2 separate regions of the Astyanax mexicanus genome follow, and region 1 is linked to region 2. The links are chromatin contacts, called in public Hi-C maps. All regions are on one chromosome and are shown on one strand. The core of a region is the stretch at or near the end of the contact, and the rest is flanking DNA. Distances in the headings are between cores, read along the strand shown. Region 1 overlaps ndst2a (N-deacetylase/N-sulfotransferase (heparan glucosaminyl) 2a). Region 2 overlaps zswim8 (zinc finger, SWIM-type containing 8).

Region 1 (6,440 bases), core at 3,268-5,767, 150 kb before region 2:
CTTCCAATAGTAAAGAGCAATAAACAACTACTAATGGACAAAATAGAGATTTACAGTATAAGAATAATAATAGGCAGAAAGTGAGCTGTATGTTAATAATCTAACCACTGTGGGACATACCACCACCCCAACCTCCTACAATGGCATTAACACATCCAACCACAGAACACCACAGCTGTATCAAAAGTGTAGCCAACATATAACATAGTAAACTCTTTAAAATTAAGGTGTATTAATCTGTACTGAATCGGTCAACCAAACATTCATCAAAATTCCAGATAATACCAGACACATAAAAGGAGGGTTGAATATTTAACTTAAACACATTTGCAATACTACTTCCAGGGTTTTCTTCATTATGGCGAGGCTTTAATCCCGATTGCCCAATCTGGACTTTGAGTCTTTCTCTTGTGCCGTCACTAACCTGAGCAAAGAGCTTGTTGAGCCTCATCTGCTCAGAGAGCACACTGACGTTGTGGAAGAGGTGCGGCTGCATGTGACTCCACATGTGAGGAAACCACCAGAACTCCTCCTTGTGCTGCAGCAACATGTCATCCCCCTCATCCTCCTCCTCAGTACCTGTCCATACAGACACACAAAAGGTTAGAAGTCAAGGTTTACCCTCAGCAAATACAAAGCAATAATTTATTCAAGGTTAACTTTCTTAAACAGTTACCTGCGTGGTAGAACTTTCCAGAGAATCCAAGGTTGAAGGTAAAGTTAGGAACTAGTGTTCGTAGTTTAGTTTGTGTGTTGAGCAAAGACTTAAAAAAAAAGAAGAAAAAATGTGATTAATACTTTAATTTACTTTCATTACTTTACATTAAAGGACTATTAACAACATGATCAGGATGTATCAACAGATATTAAGGAAACATGCTTAGTTTAAGCACTGACAGCTCTTGCCATTTCAGACAGTATTACTTTTTTTACTGTTTAGTGAATCACGGAAATCTGTGTGGGATGTAGCCCATCGCCATTCCCCCAGTCCCACTAGCATAGCAGAGATGAGCCTTTTGGACACTGAATTGTATATGTTCACTGATTAGCTACAAAGAATGACTTGTCATTGCTTGATCCTGAGTGCCAGATGGATGTGACAATTCAAGTTGTCTGGGCATTTAACTTTCCTCGATCCACAGTGTCGTGTGTGTATGAGGAATATGTCATAAAATATGTCATAGATTTCTCCCTACAGTGGACAAAACAGTGAGTGGCAATGATTGTGGCTGACAGCATCTGGCTAGAATCGTCCATGTGAACAGACAGGCGACTCTGACAGCAATCACATCCACATTCAGTGCAGGAGCCACACACACATATCCCACAAGTCAGTGCTGCTTTCTTTAGCTTCCACAGGACAAGGCAAAAATCATTGGACATCAAAACTAATTCCTTTTCCATGAAAGCTGGGATGTCATTGTAAAATGTTTCCTAACTATTGTAGAGACATTTCCTGAAGTAGAGTTACCATCATCTCCTTACATAACTGTAGTGAAACTATCAATCAATAGATGGCAATGTGGAGCTAAGACAGCTCCTATCAGGGAAGGGCATTTCAGCACTTTGGGCAGATGAACAGACGAAGAGAAGAGAACATAAAATATGCATTTGCATTCATATTTCCTCTGCCTGCAGGCGGCAGGTCAGAAAACGTGTACTCAAGACAGCAACAGCCTTGCATCGATCTTAGCGAGGCCCTTTAAAAAGGGTGAGAGAAAAAAAAAAGAAAAAAGAGAGAGAGACATTTATATAAGTTGCATAGCTGTGCAAACGACCCGAGCTGTGAGGCTTAAAGCGCGAAACGACCCTGCCATTTAGCTCCCTCAAATCTCCGGAGTGAAATGTGAGGATAAATGAATAACAGCAGCGAGCTGGCACAAATCAGACAACAGGGAGAGATACCTACTGCCACACCACAGATCACACACAAACGCTGAGCGATAGCCACTACGGCATCACAAATCACTCCGTGCTGTGCACCAGAAAGAGAGACAGAGAGCGAGAGACACTGCTGCATGGAAGGATAAGAGATGCCATCACACACTGATTTAAGAGCCACCGGTGGGTGTCCTTGAGCGTGCGCGAATCCGCTGTTTGCTCTGCCTTGAGTGTGTTTGCTCAGTGTGTCTGTGTAATCCCCCAATTTGTGTGGCAATCTTGGTTCTAGTCGAGATCAGCGGGCGCTCTGTGGGGTTGAGAGAAAGGTGGTGCTGCACTGAATATATTTGTTTTGAAAGTACTTTTGACTTTGACACACCGACACCTACACTTTTAATAAAAGTTTGCCAGCTGCTCCGGCAGATCATTAAGAATTTAGAGCAGTGAAAATATTTGATCGAGCTAAGAAATGAATCATAAATTCATCCCCAAGTTATTAAATGAGGCGCAATCTCTTAAACTGCTAAAAGCAAGAGCTGAGGCATGTAGCTTATTACAGACATGATTAGCTGCCTCAGAAACTCATTGTCTTAACTACTCGAAAATCTGGTACAACACAATCCTCAGGGTACAGAATAGAGTTACAGTGAGGTGAGGAGGAGGAAGTGAGAACAGAGGAGAGAGAGAGAGAGAAAGAGGTGAGAGAGAAACCCTAAGAGATGAAGCAGGTTATCTGCAGGTACAAGGAAATTTCATTTAGACTACGAGCACACAAATGCAATATAATGTTCCCACACTTCCTAAATGTTTTAAGCAATATTTTGAACAAACATAAATTAACGGTTTTGCCCAAACAAAACTGGAATTGTTCGTAAACTGAAAAAAGGGTCCCGTGCAAAATGGGGAGTCATTCAACCCCCATGCCTACAACAATAAACATTACAATACATTTAGCACAGGCATTTATCCAAAGCCACTTACAAATAAAGAGGTACATAAGCAATTAAAAAAAAAACATTTAGCAGGGCCTGAAAGAGGCCAGAAGGTTAATAGTGGGATAAAGGAACAAAGGAGAAGGAGGAGCAGGGTTTGAGGTTAGAAGTGGTTTGTTTGTTAGAGCTCTGTCTTTAGGAGTTTATTAAAGGTAGAAAGGGAAGCTCCTGCTTTGGTAGCTGAAGGAAGCTTGTTTCATCATCAGGAAACTAGAGAGGAAAACAGTGAAATTTGGCAAAGCACTCACTGGAGGAGAGCTGCGGCTGGGGGGTGACATAAGCCTTTAGGAGTAAGTGCAAGTAGGAGGGAGTCTGCTCCATCTCCACCTTATAGGCAATCGTGAGGAGCTCAATGTGCTCAATTTGCAGTTGGGTGAGATGTGCCTGTTTAGGTTGGTTGAAAACCAGGCAAACTGCTGCATTCTGGACCAAACATACCTGAAATTAATGACTTTTGGATTTGCAGACAAAAGAGTATGCAAAAGAAAGCAAGAGACAGAACAGAGAATGAAAGTCTGTGAAAGAGACAATACAGAAGAGACAACAGAAAACGAGAGAGTGAAAAAGCAAGTAATAGATTGACACGTGAGAGAATGAGAGAGAGAGAAAGGGAGAGAAAAGGCACAAAGCAGAGTGCAACAGGAGTGAGCGAGGCAGAGTGCAATGTGAATGGAGTGAGCAAGGGTATGAGAGAGAAAAAGAAAGAAAGGGCCAATAGAACCTGTGGACCCAAGGGCCAGAGGTCAGAGCCCAGCCTGTCACCATGGCAACCCCATCCGTCTCTACAGACACTGGACAGAGTTGGAGCAGAATCAAATTTTCTCAATTCGTACACTGGGTTATACTGTGCAGAGTGTGGTAAACATTAAAATGTCTCATAGTCTCCTTATAAAACCTCCATGCATTGAAACTCTGAAGGTCTTTCCTTACAGCTCACACAAATATGTATGGGTTAATAAGGCCACTAAAGGACCACACAAATATACATATATGACTAACATTAGATAGATGAGGACCTGAACATCATAAGCTTAAATTCCTGCCAACTTTAATAAGCCACGATAGAATATTTGGGATAACTGACTGGACTGTGCTGGCATCTACAAGCTGGATATAGAGGAAGAGAATGCCTGTACTGGCTACAGGAATAGGAGGACAGTGCAGACATCTCCAGGCTAGCTACAAAAGAAGAGCAGGCTGTGCTGGTTATAAAAGAAGAGCAGGACTGTGCTGCCAACTACAGACTAGCTATTAAGGATGAGCAGGACTGTGTTGGTATCTACAGATCTACAGACTAGCTATAAAAGAAGAGCAGGCTGTGCTGGTTATAAAAGAAGAGCAGGACTGTGCTGGCAACTACAGGCTAGCTATAAAAGAAGAGCAGGCTGTGCTGGTTATAAAAGAAGAGCAGGACTGTGCTGGCAACTACAGGCTAGCTGTATAAATGAAAAGCTGGATTGTTTTGTTCCTCTAGTGAGCCTCAGATACTGTCACTTTCCTGCTATGTTTCACCAGCCAGCTTATAGATACTTGTAGATACCACAGTTTTGCTTTAGCTCTCTATAGCCACCAGTACAGGCCAGCACAGAGAAGCAGGATTGTGTACAGGAAGAGCAGGGCCTTGCTGGCTTTCACAGGCTGGTTGTGGAGGAAAGCAAGACTGTGCTGCTCTCGACAGTCTGGCTGTGGAGTAACAGCAGCACCACACTGGTAAATGTTTTCCTTCACACTGATTTCAGTTTAGTTTTCTCATTAACGGTGGAATTGAAATTTAAATTGGGTTGGCCAGTCCCAGGTCACTGTTAAAGAATCACATTTTACACAGTGAGAAAATACAGCTACAGATAGGCAGCTGCAACTGTAGAAAAATGTCTTTCCCAGATGTCTAAAAGTGCAGAAACATGATAAATTTGAATTCTGTGCTAGACTGGAGGACTACACAACACACCCCTTAGGCAAGTGTGACAGCTTGTGCTGGGGGATCAAATTTAGGAAATGGACATGAGGAAACCATTATCCTTCCTCTGATTAACTAACCCTTATCCCTATAGGGCTGAGTACAGCTGACACTTCCAGCTCTCCTGAAATCTCCAGCTACAGCTGACCCGTCAAGAAGTTTTGACTGCAGCGTCAACTTCAGCAATTTCAGAGTAAATCCGCACTGGCGCTGAGCTTCCCATGAGCTGCCAGGCGGTACACACTGCGTATTATTATACACCATCTTCTGGAGGACTAAAAAAAGGCATTCACACTAAGCATGTCCTATATACACACACAAAAGCACCAGCTGGAACCAAAACAATTAATTAAGCAGTTTTGTTTGGAAAGGGAAGAGTATAATGACTTCAAAAGCCATTCTGTCAATGTGTGTGCGTCATATTGGCATTCAGAGTGTATGTGTGAAGTGTGAGCGAGTGGGTGGAAATCAGCTTTAGTGCTTAAGAGTCACTGCTGAGGCAGCACACGCAGTGAGAACAGACACGATTAGGCCTCCATTAGACAGGCTTGTTTGTGGCCGCTATACAGCACCACTGCTGTGGCGATGATTACTTGAGGTGCACTGGTCATGAATTTTTATACAAGATTCCAACTCAAGTTCTGATTTCTTTGCAGCCAAACATGCCGACAGCCTATCTTGGGCAAAGTTATTCTGTTTGTGAAGCAACGGGAAAGCAAAGATAATAACACTGTTTATTTGCTCTGCGTGGAGAGCTTGCACTTTGCAGGATAAATAAACACACTGATACGAGTGGGTAGGTCCAACACAAGCATGGGTGCGCGCACACAGCATTGAAATGCAGCTTGAGTTTATTTGACACACTCATTTTATGAACACAGATCAGCCACATTAAAATAACTGACCAACAGTGGGTCAGAGTTTTCTCTGACAAAAAATATGGTGAAAATGTGAAAATATGACACACCCTCATCAATGTTATATTTACATGTTTATTGAAGCATCTTACTGAGCTCACTAGTGAAAGCCTTTCTTGAAGAGTACAGAAAACTACTCCAACAAAAGCAGGATAAACTCTTTGTAATACCCCTAATTTAAAAAGAAAATGATTAAGCATGTGTCCCAATACTTTTGTCCATATAGTCTATAGAGTCTGACCAATATAACTGTGCCAAGCAGTTAGGATTATTAAATACCCCAAAGCTGAGACAGAGCAAAAACATGAACAATCTGGGGTCCCTGAAGTCTGGATTGGCAAACGCTGGATTACAGCCCACAAGCTTCAAGCTGAGAGCAGGTGGCAGGGCAAACATAATTTAGATTGATCCCAGTTAATGAAACGGAACATGAAACATGAAAACAGGTGTAGCACTGTTTTCCCTCACCCGCTTCATCTCCCTAATAAATACTAATTACTTCTGAGGACACGTTCATTCATAACTGCTTTCAATTTTCTTCACTATGAAATAGTATGAAATGGAATGGACAATTCCTGTCATATTCCATGAGTTTCAAACTCTTCAGTCTTACTGTCTTTCTGGGTTCTTAACATGAGAAAAAATAGATTTTGCTAAGATATTCAGTCCAATGATCAGGAATCGTCCTTCATT
Region 2 (6,106 bases), core at 1,777-4,276:
CTATTTAAGGGATTCAGGTCCAGTCAATAACCAAAAATGGTACAAAGGCCTTTAAAAATGAACTAAAACTGGAAATAAAATAATTTTAGTATTGTAAAAAAAGTTGTGGGAAGTTATTAGACAAGGAACCTTCTTAGATGTGATTTCCAGTTTAATATATTAACATTATAATAATGTTATTTTGTGGATTATGCTGCAATTACTGCTGCCTAATCACCTACACACACTACCGGTCAAAAGTCTTAGAACACCCTCATCCTCATTTTTTCCTCTTGCCATTTGAGCTCTTCAGTTCTAGTCAATAACTGGAAAATGGTACAAAATCAAGTGTACAAAAAATTACAGTAAACAGTCTTTTAGTAAAACAAATGAACTAAAAACTGAAAAACGTCATTTCAATATTGTCGTTGTCATTGTTGTTAAAGGATATTGTAATAAAACACCTCAATAAATGTATATATTGTTTAAAAAAGAAAGGGAAATATTATGGAATTAATTGGTTAACAGCTTACAGCTGGTAAGTAGCAATGGAAATAAACTGAGCTTTGGAAATGGATTTTACAAGTCAGATTTACAGTGCAGAATTGTGTTACTGCAATCTCCACTGCAGCATTTACACACACACACAGCACATTCGCACTTTCATCATACTAACTAGAAAAAGACACAGTTAAAACTGTAACTATTAAAAAGTTAGTTTTTTTCTTCAGAGAAATTACAGATGAAGCCAGTGAGCGGTGAGTACTGTTTCCTACACCTTCTACACACAAAAAATGTATTAATAAATAAAATATATAATATCTATCTATCTATCTATCTATCTATCTCGTCTTTGATGTATTTAATTATTATATTTTAAATTAGATTAATAATTATTATTAGATTATGTAAAGGTAATGCACACATTCTAAAACATTCATGGATAGATCGGGTCTCCACACTGACCTAAGTGAAAGACGTTGTTCAAAATTCACCCTACTGCGCCCCCTGGTGTTTGATACAAAGCTGTGTGGTCGTTGTTTATCTTTCACACATTTACTATTGCTAATAATAAAAGTTAAAATTTGTAGTTGTAACATTAATAATGATAATAAATCAATAACATATAACCTATTTATTTACTGCTAATAATACAAATGCATGATTCATTACTATATCTTCCAGTTCTGAGTGTACAGTGCTGCATGAAAGTCCCTTGTATAGACAAATAAGTCACTGTACATTGCTACTAAATGCTTATCAGCAAAAGCTAGATTTCACCCTCTTTTTTAAACGGTCCCATTACCCAGGTCTGCTTTTATAACGACGACCTTACTCTCTGCTAAATCCAGCCCCGGGGCTACTCTCTCGTTTTCTGGTTGTTATACTGAGTCATCTTCAATGATGGCAGGAAATAAGTAGGATTCGGGACTGGAGATGACTAGCTCAAAATCAATGCTTAATGTACAACAGCATTTAAAAAAAATAAATAATAGAAACACAAAATTAGTGTTTTGAGTCATCTTTATTAAGTAAACTCTACATTTTCAATATTGCTTTTTGTCTGTTCCATTTTTAGTTTTTTTTCCTTTAGTCTAGATTACAGCCTCTTGCAATCAGCACAATTTATATATTCATATATATTTATTTTTATATATATATATAGATCTTTTTCCCCCCAATGAAGCTACACTTTGAAGAATACAAAAATATCACAGTACATTTTCTACACAGTCACTCCCTACTAGTGAGCTCCATAGCTAGCACTGGACCTAAGAGTGGAACACAGGGATTTGGCAATAAGGGTGAGAATGAGAGACAGAGATTCACTTAGTGAACCTGAAAGAAGAATACTGCTTTTGTCTGTGTTATGCACAAATACTTGCTGGTAGTAAGTACATATATTCAGAAAACAAAACCTAAACATCCATAAGATTTAAATATTGTAAAATGTAAAGGAACGCATACAGATGCCCTAGCTGGCAGTGAACATATAACAGAAACTCTGAAACTTTAAAACATGACTCGTTTAAGTTAAAAGAAAATCTGGTCCAGCCAGACCTCTGTGTTCCAAAAGCTTAAGTCCCTGCCTGCCGCCAACAGCTAACTGGAAATAGGAGCTCACATAGCAGTCACTTAACACTCGCTCACTCCTCAAACTGCTCTCTGCAGACACACCATACTATACAAAATATCAAAAAACAAAGATAAACAAAACATAGAAGAATCCTCACCCGTACTCAGATTATTGTTTCATATTAAATGTCTGTTTAATTCTTTTAACAAACGTTTTCTGTTTATTCTCCCTCGTTTATACACGGTGTGAATATCCAAAGTTGAAATCTTTCATGACCGGTGGAGGCTCACTCCTCCAAGGCAGAGGAATGTTGCAGTATGAGAGTCTGACATTTAGTGGTTTCATTCAAATTTGAACGAAGAAACGAACATCAATAGAACAAACTAAAAAATAAAAGAAGAAAAAAAATGTCGTATGTCAACAACCACCTAAACAAACTCTGGGGAGGAGGAGAAGGAGAGCACAGAGCATCAACATAGTTCAGTGAAAAGGGAAAAATGGACAGATTCCGAGGATAAACACTAGTCATAAGTTACGCTGTCTCTCACACACATACACGCAAAAAACAAACAAACAAAGAAAAAACAACAAAGAAAAAAGAACCAGACAACAATGAACTCGACAACTTAATAAGGGAAGGAACCCCTCAGACTTGAATTACTCCTGTGCCTTGGCAACTCCACGAGATTGCACATTGGTTACCATCCTGGAGTATCACAGGGCCAAGAGGAGGACTGATTGTGCTGCCAGTGATGGGCTTGTGCAGGGCGTGACCCAGTAGGTAGGCTCTGGGACTGGGCTGGGCTCGAGCTCAGAGCTGTAGTAGAGTCCCAGCTGGCGCGTGGAGCGCTCAGGGCGAAAACGTGGCCATCTCCAAAGAGATCCGCTGCCACAGCTCCTTGGTCTGCTTCCCCCTCTTCAAGTTCTGCAAGATGTCGTTGAACTGCATCATGCCCACCGGGGTCAGGCAAAACGCCCCGCGGGCACTCCGGATGATGTTCACAAAGTCATCGTAGTCCGCCGGGGTCAGGTGGATCAGCCGGTGGTGGATATACTGTGAGAAGAAGCAGAACACAACTAATAAGACACGGACTAAAGGGACTTTACGTAATTGTGGGATATTTGTCAGCAGAAGTCCTGATGCTGCTTAATGACTTCACTGTGGTTATTTAGTGAACAAATAAATAGGGCATAAAATGCAGAAATACTGATAGGGACGGACAGAACAGAAATTTTCCCATCAGCGATGGGTTAAATGAGTCACAGACAGTCAGTCGTACATTTATGCTTGAGTACGTTAGAGGTGAGTCAACACCAGTGTCGGGAGTTGTGAATTACTACTTTAATTTTCTCACACTATTTAAATGCAATAACAGACGCAGTTCTTTTATCTGTATGAGTATCTGGATTTGAACCAGACATTTTGTTATACCAACATAATTTTCCAATGAGAAGGTTAAATACTGATGGAAATAGAGCTATATTCCAATATATGTCATTTTGACAACTCATCCCAAAAGTACTGAACAGAGCATCATAATTCCAGAGAACACACTTCCACTGCACTACAGCATCAGACATGATGCCAAAAGGTTCTTGCTTATCCTAAGGTCAGCTGTGTCTGAATACTTTATTGGAGGTAAAGTATATGCTTTTCTTTTTCTAGATTTGACAGCACTGCAGATCCATAGGTTAGCCAGGTACAGATCAGACAGCATCAGGAATGCAGACAGAAAAAACAGAAAAGGACCCATGTGTGAACGTTTACAGAGGTTACAGAGAATCTTAAAGCCAACATTGGTACAAGCTGCTAAAGTTGCTCATTTGGCAAGATTTTACTTCATTAAAAAATAAATCATGTATCTGTTTAGAATGTATCTGCACTGGTACTTATTGTGTATAATATTATATACTCTAAAAATGCAAACACAAAATGTGGTGTTGACAAATATCTGAATCCATATCCATATTTCAGAACCATGAGAGAAATAAAAAAAATGTTATTGCTGGTAACAAGTTTGACTTTGAAGGGATATCTTAACAGATGTTTGACGTAAATCTGCAGAGGCTTCAGTAGTTGACAATATGTCCAACTCTGATGTTTAATGACAGTTTGTATCTGCCAGTATGCTGCAGAAACTTGTAATTCTTTCTAAACACTCCTTCGAGAGCAGCTGAAAGAGTGAGAGGGAGTGAGAGTGAAAGAGACAGAGAGCGTGAGATGTTACATGAGACTGTTTTTCCTCTCTCTGGTTCTCTAGCAGCTTTCAGGCTGTGGACTGTCAGTGTGTGTTAGAAACTCTCTCATCAGCAGAGCCCATCCTGGAAGCACACTCTAGCTCTGCTTTCATGCACTATTCATGCCGGCGGTCACAGAAGTTCTTTTCTGAATCTTTACTAAGCACGACTTAGAAGTGCCGATATCCTTCATAAATGAATGCTCTCACCTTTGGTCTTCACCACTGAAAAGGCATTAAACTGCAGATTAAAGGAACGTTCCACCAAGGACTCATTATTTAAAAACATAAGTCATGGAATTTGGGGAATCTGTCAGTAAGGGGTCACCATTCAGGCACTGTGAGGACACACATACTGTACATTTCATTACAGATATAATTAAAGTATATAAGTATTAAAGTATAATTGCATGAATTGCAGGCAATATATTTTTAAATAAATCAGATTGCTTTGTGGGACAACGTATGCAAATTTGCATGTTTAGCTGCAATTATTACTGTCATTTCTGTTGTACTGGGAGGAGTTTTTTTTAGTCTAATGAGTATTGGAGAGATAAATGTGTTTCTACTGCTTGAACTTTTGGCTCAACTGCATCTCACACCAGCTCCTGAAGTGATCTCAGTGGTTGGATCTGTATCTGTTTTAAATGTGCATTCAGTGTGTTTACACTGGCATTTTTTATGTAGCGTGGCTTATTCAAATATAATGTGATCAGGTGTAAACAGGGTTAATAACACTGCTTAGTTGAGGCTCTGAGGTATTAAAAATTATAGTTAATTCACATAAGCATGTGTTACACCCTGTTTACCTTTTCCCATAATGCCAATCATGCCCAAACTGATTAATAATGGACCCAAGCAGCAGACCTCCTTTACACATAATTAAACACTTATTAAAATAGCTAGGCGACATTAAAGTTAGATTCCATTAATTAACTAAGATATGTTTAAGAGCCTGTGCTTGTTCCTTAACAATAGCATGCCTCAAATGTTTACAAGCAGCTCTGAGTTTATAGACCTGTTTTTTTTAAATAAGTAAAATCACTTCCATTAGAAACCCTTTCTATTTACCATAAAGATCCATCCAAGATGTGCATCTAATCACAGTGCACTCTAACCCAGCTCTTGTAGCAAAACATTTCCATAGTTAATTCATAGCTTAAACATGTAGGAAGGTAGGTCTCCAGAGGCAGGCCTGGAGCCCACTGAGACAACAGCATGTTTTATCATAACTGCTACACAACATGTCTAAAACCCCTTCACACTGGATTTGGACAACAATTAAACAAGAACTCTGGAAGGCAATGGAAATGCAAGTTGGAATTCAAAGTACGGGATTAGATTAAAAATTCAGTTCTTTCACATAAAAATTCAATGAAGTCTGCCAAACATTAAATCAGTATTTATACTAAAAGAGCAATGAAAGCTCATGGGGTAGTGCACATACCTGTAGATAGGCCTGCTGGCAGCGCTGCACAAGCTGGTGGAAAGCGGGAGTGCGGAGGTGAGCATGTATGTGTGCAGGATTTAGCCTCTGCAGAGCCTCCATAATGATCTCCTGCAGGACGAACGGACTCAGCACACCTTTAGCAGCCCCCACACAGAACTGGTACACGTAATTTACACCTAGACACACAGGAAGAGAGCAAGAGAAAGAATGCTATCAGAGAAAGTAAAATGAGGCTTAGTGAGTGATGAAACATTATGCAGCAGCACTGTGTGGAATTTTAAAAGCCTAAATGAGAACCTTACATCTTTTCTTTCCTGAAGGAACAGATGTTTTGGTAGTTTAGTCATGCACTGAAACAGAACA

The links. Hi-C and Micro-C count contacts between places; a contact is called where the count stands out from the background.
Region 1: a Hi-C map of muscle shows a contact between it and region 2, with 15 times the contacts expected there. The contact joins two enhancer-like sites. A contact is called at or near these places in 2 of 3 Hi-C or Micro-C datasets (both in muscle).

Annotation. Positions count from the first base shown.
Region 1 is chr7:42,100,043-42,106,482 of AstMex3_surface, reverse strand. ndst2a (N-deacetylase/N-sulfotransferase (heparan glucosaminyl) 2a) reads right to left here. Exons shown (of 18, transcript XR_002651899.2): 6 at 677-764; 7 at 425-579. Among protein-coding and RNA genes, the nearest start is that of si:dkey-174i8.1, 23 kb to the left of the region's middle. Within about 2 kb of position 4,517, the one cell type or tissue checked has an H3K27ac peak away from gene starts, as active enhancers do.
Region 2 is chr7:41,953,846-41,959,951 of AstMex3_surface, reverse strand. It overlaps zswim8 (zinc finger, SWIM-type containing 8), which reads right to left. Exons shown (of 27, transcript XM_022684605.2): 26 at 5,741-5,919; 27 at 1,486-3,110. The coding sequence ends at 2,907. Among protein-coding and RNA genes, the nearest start is that of ndst2a, 5.8 kb to the left of the region's middle. Within about 2 kb of position 3,026, the one cell type or tissue checked has an H3K27ac peak away from gene starts, as active enhancers do.